2 separate regions of the Zea mays genome follow, and region 2 is linked to region 1. A link is a contact called in public Hi-C data. All regions are on one chromosome and are shown on one strand. Each heading gives the region's core, a stretch centred on a gene start, on an enhancer-like site or on the middle of the called end of the contact. The rest is flanking DNA. Distances are from core to core; before and after follow the strand shown.

Evidence for each region. A called contact is a pair of places that touch in the nucleus more often than the background predicts.
Region 2: a contact with region 1 is called in a Hi-C map of leaf, with 2.9 times the contacts expected there. The contact joins the enhancer-like site here to the promoter of LOC100282216 in region 1. A contact is called at or near these places in 5 of 25 Hi-C or Micro-C datasets (ear, endosperm, leaf and 1 more).

The regions. Positions count from the first base shown.
Region 1 is chr9:124,991,818-124,996,376 of Zm-B73-REFERENCE-NAM-5.0, forward strand. It overlaps LOC100282216 (prostaglandin E synthase 3), which reads right to left and starts at 2,113. Exons shown (of 6, transcript NM_001155128.1): 1 at 1,871-2,113; 2 at 1,210-1,393; 3 at 887-1,046; 4 at 761-789; 5 at 612-687. The coding sequence starts at 1,875.
Region 2 is chr9:125,043,323-125,047,881 of Zm-B73-REFERENCE-NAM-5.0, forward strand. No RefSeq gene overlaps it. Among protein-coding and RNA genes, the nearest start is that of LOC100286138, 34 kb to the right of the region's middle. Within about 2 kb of position 2,444, at least 10 of the 20 cell types and tissues checked have an H3K27ac peak or open chromatin away from gene starts, as enhancers often do. A contact at or near this core is called in leaf, where this site is marked.

The DNA.
Region 1 (4,559 bases), core at 863-3,362:
TAATATGACTCTCAGGCTGCTGCTACTGGGATCTGATGACACAAATACACTGTACAAATGCTGAAGTTCAGCAGCAGCAGCAGCAGTCATATACAAATCAACACTTGACCACTTAAACCATACATCACACTGGTGCAGAAATCAACACATAAGACTGGCACATTCATGCCTAAGAATCCTCATGCCACAAATAACTGGGTCTAGCAGGTTGAAATGAGGTGTTGCCGTCCACAACAGACGACTGAACTATCATTGTCAAAACATTTAGCAGCCAAACATCAAGATGAAGTAACAACCAAAGAAATTGAAATCTACATTCCATCCTTCTTTGCTGACAGGGTGATATGTGAGCTATTGCATGCTACTATTGATGTCACTTGAAAAGGGTCAGTGAACTATTCATACTAAGGTTGCAAGACCTTCTAGGCTACTATGTCAATACACCTTCAGAAATAAATTCTGGGCATCCAACAAGATTATTCCAATATCCAAATCACCCAAATAAGTAGTAGAATGTCAGGACTCCCATGATAGTGTAAAGCTACGACTAAATCCAGCAACAACTGCCCTTGAGCAAATAAATAATCATGATGACAACGAGAACGATGTACCTTTGTTAGCACTTTCAACCACATCATCTTCATCATCCCCAATATCGTCGTCATCAGCACCTCCTATGTCCAGTTTCTACAATGACGAAAGTACCATGAAACTTTGCTCCCACCTTAATCGTCAAAGGAGGCTTCCACTAGACACTTACCGAGAAGTCCATACCACCAAAGTCATTAACTGCAATACGAATAATATATGTTACTTCAAGCTAAACTAAATAGTATTGCAGTAGTAAGGAAAGGAAAACATAATCAACCAAAAATGAAACACTAACATCCAGCGTCTTCATCATCCTCGTCCTGCCATTTGTCCCAATCAACCTTCAAGAACACAGGTGGTTTGCCCTCCTGCTTCAGCAGCCTTGGCCACCACCCGCTCTTAGCTTTCTTTATCAGGTAGCATATGGTCCTTGGGGCAATAGCTGCTTTGCTCTCCTGCAAACAGGAGTACAGATACAATTAGAAACCGAAATGGTACATCCATAAGAGAAAAACATGTATTAAATATTAAACTAACCAAACAGCAAGACCGATACAATTAGAAACTGAAATGCTACATCCATAAGAGAAAGCATGTAGTATTAAATATTAAACAAACCTCCACATTCACAGCATCAAACAGCTCAATGTCAAACTCATAGCGCAAGTCATCTGAGCCCTTAGCTGAGAAGTTGAAATGGCCTTCAGGCTTCAAGTTCAGCTTCACATCCTGGGCGTCGGGCAGCTCTATCGTCAAGAACACCCTGTCGGACCTCTGTGCCCACTTAGTGATCGGGTGGCGACTGAAAAAACAACACTCAAAAGTCAACAAATCTCATCGCTAAGCAGGTAGTAGTGCATAAGCAACAGATGCTACCACAGAATATTCAAATCTCACAACACCAGCAACTTGCAGGTTACTGTCCGTTTGGCGCAATCATCTCATATTCCACCCCAATTAAGGAAGCAGTATTAATCACAAACATAAGCGCTAGATGTAGGATTACGGAAAGCAACAAGAGCATGGCTACATCAATCAGAAGATTGGTAGTTTCAGATTTCCTAGCGACAACGCTAAACAAGCTAGTAACAGATTTCTCAGGCGCATCCGTGTCTCCAGGTCAATTTTACCCAACAAACTAGAACAGGCAACCCGCTGAGAACCTACGGGCTAAATAGCACCATGTTATTCGCACACAATCACACGTCCCACCCGCCGCAACCAGAAGAGCACCAAAAAAACAATCACACCGCGTCCCTAAGATCGCATCGAGCTGTACCTCATGCTTCCGCCTCGTGAACGGAGGTGCGCGTCGTGTGGTCTGCGTCGGGGATTTAGGGATTGGGGTTTAGACGTCTTGGGGGAAGACTGCCGATGGGGAGAGGATGCGGCCGCGGCCTGGGTGCGAAGTCAGCAGTCCCGTCAGCAGGAGGTATAAAAAGACGAAGCGGCGGAGCGGGAGAGAATGGAGGGCGACGGGGGCAAACTCGTCAAACTGCGGGATTGCGCGAGTGCTGCTGGTGCTTCCAAAAGTCTCTAGATGGTTCTATTTCCTTCCAGCCCAGACTCCAGAGCCACCTGGATTTTTGCTCCTTTTTATTTTATATAAGGGGGTGTTTGGTTACACCCCGCTAAAATTTAGCTCCTGTCCCATCGAATGTTTGAACCTCTGTTCTGGGTATTAAATGTACTCGGATTATAAAACTAATTTGTCAGCCGAAGATTAAAAGACGAGACGAATCTAGTCCAGTTGGTTGGGTCTATATTTCATACTTCTTTTTAAAAGTCAAACGTTTGATGTGACTCGAGCTAAACTTTAGCAGGAGCAACCAAACACCCCCTAAATTCGTATACTGCACTACGTGTAGTTGAGATATAGGGCGGCTTTGGTTTCAACGGATACTCATAATATACACAATATTTATTAAAGGAGCTAAACGGTACTCATTTCCGTACAGATTTTTTTATAAAATCTGAGTATGCAGTTGAACTTAGATAATGTGGGATAATAGACACGTTACTCAATACTAGAATCTAAGGCTTCCCAAACGCAGCCATACTCCCTCTGTCCCTCACAGTTTTGTTGTTTGAACAAATATATAAAATATCAATAATTATGGTATACAAATATAATTGTTAATTTAATATTGAATATATTTTTTATAACAAATATAATAGAGATTTAAATATAGATGCTATATTTTAAATTTAAGAAAACGATATATTCAAAATTAACAAGTTTATGAATGGATCAGGTCTGTCCCTTGTCAGCGCAAAGGAAGCGATGGCACATGGTCTCCATTTTTTTTGCTATAAAATTTAAATGATTGTTTTTATCCGTTGATCTATTATTTCACTGACTACAAGATTTGAACAATATCAGGAGAAAATCTTTGGTTTTTTTATTCACATAAGTTGTGCCCTTTATATGACAAAAATTTATTGTGTTCTTATACTCAACTTCAGATGGCACTAAAGAAACATTCTTACATCGACGGTAAAGATTTACATATAGAGCTAGTTTGAAACTATATTTTTCCAAAAGATTTTCATTTTCTCAGGAAAGGACTAGTTTGAAAACCACATTTTTCCAACGGAATTCCATTTTTCCAAGGGAAATTAGTTTATTTTCTCTTGTAAAAATAGAAATCCCATGAGAAAATGGAGTTCCCAGACTAGCCCGAAAAATGAACTAATTTTCCATAGGAAAATAGAAATCCCTTGGGAAAATAAGGTTCCCAAACTAGCCCATAGAGTTAATATTTCTCCAAGAATTTTTCTCTAACGGCTATCTATCTCTAGCAGCTTAGCCTATCCGCAACGGTGTCTTCTAAATCCCCCTATATGCTACTATGCAGCCACGTCAGCAAGATTTCATTCTCTATATTCACTCTTTCCGCAATAGATTCCTCTAAATTATCCCTCTATAGCCACTCCAACCATAAAATATTATTTTTCATACCTATACATCACCATTTACCATTTTTTCTATTACAAATGACTGCGTGCACAAAGTTCAAGGGGAGGGAGTCGACTGCCGCTCCCCTAGATCTGTGGAGAGAGAGAGCCTCCTCCTCGTTCGAATTTAAAAACTAATGTTAAATAAAAAAGTTAGTCGATTTGCAACGTTTTACAGGAAACCAATAAACAGCCCTTAGAAACCGACGAATCACCGATCATGCACGGGTACACACATGGTGACACGTCTACGATACATGTACAGTGAAAGTCGCCTAGAGGGGGTGAATAGGCAAATCTGAAATTTATAAACTTTAAGCATAACTACAAGCTGGGGTTAGCGTTAGAAATAAAGTCGAGTCCGAAAGAGGGCGAAAAACAAATCACAAGCAAATGAGGCGGATGACACGGTGATTTGTTTTACTGAGGTTCGGTTCTTGCAAACCTACTCCCCATTGAGGTGGTCACAAAGACTGGGTCTCTTTCAACCCTTTCCCTCTCTCAAACGGTCACCTAGACCGAGTGAGCTTCTCTTCTCAATCAATTAGGACACTAAGTCCCCACAAGGACCACCACACAATTGGTGTCTCTTACTTTGATTACAAAGATCTTGGGAACAAGAATAGAGGAAGAAGAAAAACGATCTAAGCGCAAGAGCTCAAATGAACATGGCAAAACTCTCTCTTCTAGTCACTATTGCTTTGAGTGGAATTGGGACTTGGAGAGATTTTGACTCACTCTAATTGTGTCTTGTATTGAATGCACTAGCTCTTGTATTGAATGTGTTGGCTGAAAACTAGGATGCCTTGAAGTGTGGTGGTTGGGGGTATTTATAGCCCCAACCACCAAAGTGGCCGTTGGGGAAGGTGCTGTCGAAGGGCGCACCGGACAGTCCGGTGCGCCAGCCACGTCACCCAACCGTTAGGGTTCGACCGTTGGAGCTCTGACAAGTGGGGCCATCGGACAGTCCGGTGGTGCACCGGACAGTCACTGTTCACTGTCCGGTGCGC
Region 2 (4,559 bases), core at 1,194-3,693, 52 kb after region 1:
AACAATTGGACGAACGATCGAATGAACGATCAAACGATCCTTGTGCTTGTGTTGTGCCTGTGTGGGAGTTGGTTGCCATGAAATGACTTAGGATGACATTAGGGAGCCCCTTGCCCCTCTATTTATAGGCAAGGTGGGGGTGGATTAGGGGAGGAGGCGAGAATTAGTGGGAGATAAGCATGTATTAGCCATGGACAAGTGGAATTAGCTTGTAGAGCTTATTGTATGACATCGGAGGCGTATGTGTACGTATGAGCTTAAGAAAAATTATATTTGTACGGATTTTAAAAATGATGTTGAGGGTATTTCTTAGGAGAAAATATTTGTAAAAATATCGGTGGAATATTTAGGGAGTATTTCTGGAAAGAATTTGAAGGGGTCACTTAGAAAATATTTGTAGGATATTTTGAGAAAAATTTTAGAGAGGACATAAACCACTATATTTTCTTTATTGAGATCAACTTACAAACAAATATTTTAAAACGAAATTTAAAAATTCATTTTAAATTTAAAACGAGTTTGTGGAATTTTCTATATTTGAATTTTTGGGGGAGCGAGAGAGAGGTCATCGTAGCCGACTCGATCACCTGGTCCACTATTGCAATACGAAACATATGACTTTTCTTGTTGCTCTAGGTAGCTGAGGGTGCCCCTGCGTGCATGTGTGTGTAGCCCCGAGTCCTACTCCTAATAAGAGCACACTTGTACATATAGATGGTGATATTTCCGGTCCAAATTATCGGTGGATCAAGTGGTGCAATCTGTAAAAGTAACGAGAGGGTAGTGGTGGTGATAAGGATTGAGAGAGTTGATGCATCGATATGTTTCCCATCTATTGACTTGATGTCGTTGTGATTAAATATGTTATCTGGGGAATTTTTCGAATGCAAATTTAGATTCGGATTAACTTTGTTTAAATTCGTGTTTTTAAGTATTTGTCATCTATATAAACTTGTATGTCAATGTTTCAATTTAACCCAACAAATCAGTGATCACTATAAAACTTTGGCACATTCAACATTAGGAAACATATGGATCATCTTCTAATAACAACAAGAAACATTAATAATGACCATGCCTTAGGTTCATATACTCTATCATGCATATGAACACTTAATTCATATGTGTATGCGAGAGAGAGCATCAGATCACGGAAACACTTTCCGTGTGTTTGGTTGGCTGGACGAGCGGTGAGGTTGTAGCCACGGATCCTCAATGCGTAGTATGTTTGATTGAATAATCGTTGTATACAGACGCTGTGGGTGCAAAACAATCCATCAGACTACATCGCTGCACATGCATGCAGGCTGGGGGAGTGCTGGCTGCTGTCCAAACACGTGGTCCAAGAACACTTTCAATTTTGTTTTTTGTCATATCTTTTAGTTGAAATAACCAATCACTTCTGATTCTGGTTATATGTTCTTTATGTTTCTGATACCAGACTATCCACCATGCTTCGATGCGCTACTCAACTTGTACACGCACAGAAGAGAGACCGAGTCTATTAGCTAGATCCCATCAGACAATGGTGATGGATGAAGAAACTTTTCGCTTCTTAATATTAGAGAGATCCTTCCAATATATCAATAGTGTAAGTAGTAGATACAAAACATAATCATGGAAGACATAAACATGGATCAGTGGGAGGATGTCGCTGAAAGACGACCCTAAGACCACTGGATTAGTGAACGCCTCCGAAGTCACCAGACCGAATATGGTCTTAATCGAAGAACGCCCGAGACACCAGATCAGAGGAGATCATTGTCTTTGTAAGCTATCGTGGGAGGTCACCGCCGCCATCAACCTACAGTTCCACGAATGATGGCGTAATAACTTCGGTGGATCAAACGGTGTGATCGTTAAAAATAGCGAGGCTAGTGATTGACGGTGATATTGATAACGATGGAGGAGAGGGCTGGTGCAGCCATACGTTTCACGTCTAGTTGACTTGATGCTGTGAGGAGCTATGTTATTATACAGCGAAAAGAGTATTTTTAAAAAAAATCAAATCAACTTTCATTTAAATTCATGTACTTAAGTGCTTTTCATCTATACAAGCAGTAATTAATATTGTCGTTTTCTATTTCGCCCGACATCAGATATAATAATATACAAACAAGAGAGGAGAGAGACCGAGTATGTTAGTTAATTTCCCGTCGAAACGGTTGTGAGTATATGATGAAGGACGAACAAGTCTTTTTTTCCTCTTTTCCCAACCAACAGCTAGCTCTGAACAAATTGGTGCCGGGCATAACTTGGACGCGCATCACGGGGGCCATGTACGCGTCACTTCCGGCGACATGTCTCGACGAAAGTGCATGGTCGCCACTCGCCACCGATCTCTCAATCCCAACGGGCAACCGAAAACCGCACGCATTAACCTGTTTCCGTTGGCCGCCACGCCCACCACCAGACTGTCTCCCTGCTCACTCCTACAGTAGCATATACATACGCTCCTCCAGGTGGAAGGTGTCCATCGCCCTCCCGCATGCAGCAGCAAGCGTCGTCTATACTATACCTGGTTTGGCGTATCCGCATGGAGGCCAGCTAGCAACACGGTTAGAGAGAGTGATTGTGAGCCAATCAAATTTTGCTATTAAAAGTTTTTAACTTTAATTGAGATAATGAAACCCGCTCAAATCAAAAGCACATCAGCCAACTAGTGATCTTATGATTTCAAGATGTTTCTAAGACTCACACGAGACCAACAAAACAAACGGATCGCAAATCGAATACAGAAAAGTCCGAATCGGTTCAAAACCGTGTCGCTCTCCGGTGTTGTTTTCAGCAGCTTGAAAATCAGTTTTCGAATGCGAAACTAAACCAAACGGACTCCGATTGAGCTGAAATTTTTACACACACAATAACAAATGAGTCTTCAAGTTATCCATAAATTTTGAACTTAAACGGATTTGTAAATCAATTTCATATCAGAAAATACGAATATATTTGGGGTTTTATCTTTTTGACCAAAACGAGTTCAGATCAATCCACAACTTAAAACTGTGCAAACCAGAGGTTCTTAGTAGTCTAAGGACTCTTCCAAACCAAACCCAGAGAGAAACTCCAAAACAATCCCCAGCTCAAGAAATCAAGGATTCTTCCAAAATCCAAGGGAGAAGAGAGGAAATGAGCACGAAGACAAAATCGAATAAAAAACTTCAGCACATACAAAACTGAGCAGCCGATTTGACAGACCCTATGAATTAATCTGGGCACCCTTTCTTTGAATGATGGGATGAAGAATACAAAAGCATAGACGACGAGTTCAAAGCATATGTGAATCTTGGGCTAAACTAAGGAATGAAAGCTTGGGTTTTCTAAACAAGAGACTAATGTGTAAGCCAAAGACATAGCTGAAACAATCAGCCCACTTTTCTATTTATAGAGGGTTATTACTACTTCCTAAACTACCCCTAGATACATAGAGCCTATCCACTTAGCTAGGAGCGAAATGGACCAAATCCTAGGATTTTGATCTGACGACCAAGCGCTCCACACGAAGTTGCTTCGCTTTGATACACCCTTCATGATGCCACTGCATTCCGCCTCCGTAGCGCTGGGTGGGTTTTCGAGTCTCAACCACCAAACCGTCGCGGGTGGCACATGGAAAAATGTAAAAAAAGTGTATAGTGGCACATCGAATGGTTATTACCACAAACAAAACAGTAGCTGACATAAGCAGTATCACATCACATAGAAAAAATCAAAACAACATTGCATGTTTTTTACATCGCATAACACATTAAGTAGTAGCACATTGTGTCGCGTAAGTTTCAACCACGCAGAATGAACATTATGTCACAACCATATTGTTTAATCAAACTAGAGCTGGCCTGGGCACGCTATGCTAAGAAAAGATCGACACAGGATCATACTTCTTTAAGAAGTTAGGGAAAGGCATTTTTGCCTGGTTCACGATATGAAATAACATGAAGTAGCGGATCTGTGGCCTGATTAGGATGCTCTTGCTCTTTTCCTGCAAAAGTTATGAATTTTATAGGCCATGGTTATTGATGAACATTTCATATATGTATTACTGAACGATCTGTAGTTATTATCGAACCATAACTGTAGTTTGTTATTGAACAATCTGCAGTTATTACTGAACAATCTGTAATTAGTACTAAACAATCTATAGTTATTACAGAACAATATGTAGTTATTACTGAACAATCTATAGTTATTACTGAACAACTATTTATCGACGTATCGGTAGTTCTTGCTAAACAAATGCATAGTGATTTATTGAACATAATGTCGGGTCATTACAGAGTTGATGACTATTTCTAACTCCCGTTCTACTCCATTGTAGAATTCCATAAACAAATGACGAAGGGTCATTACAGAGTTCGGCTTTTGTTTCAATGTAAGGCATCCCCTAATGTGATATATCGGGGAACTCCATGTCTATGTACACAGTTAACAAATCAGATAACCTTTGTTGAAGATCCAAACAGAATCTACCATGGTATCGATCCTTGTTAGTCTGCTGCTCCCAGTTCTGATAATCTAGAATGTCAATTTGCTTGTGCACTAGGTTGATGCAATATACCACC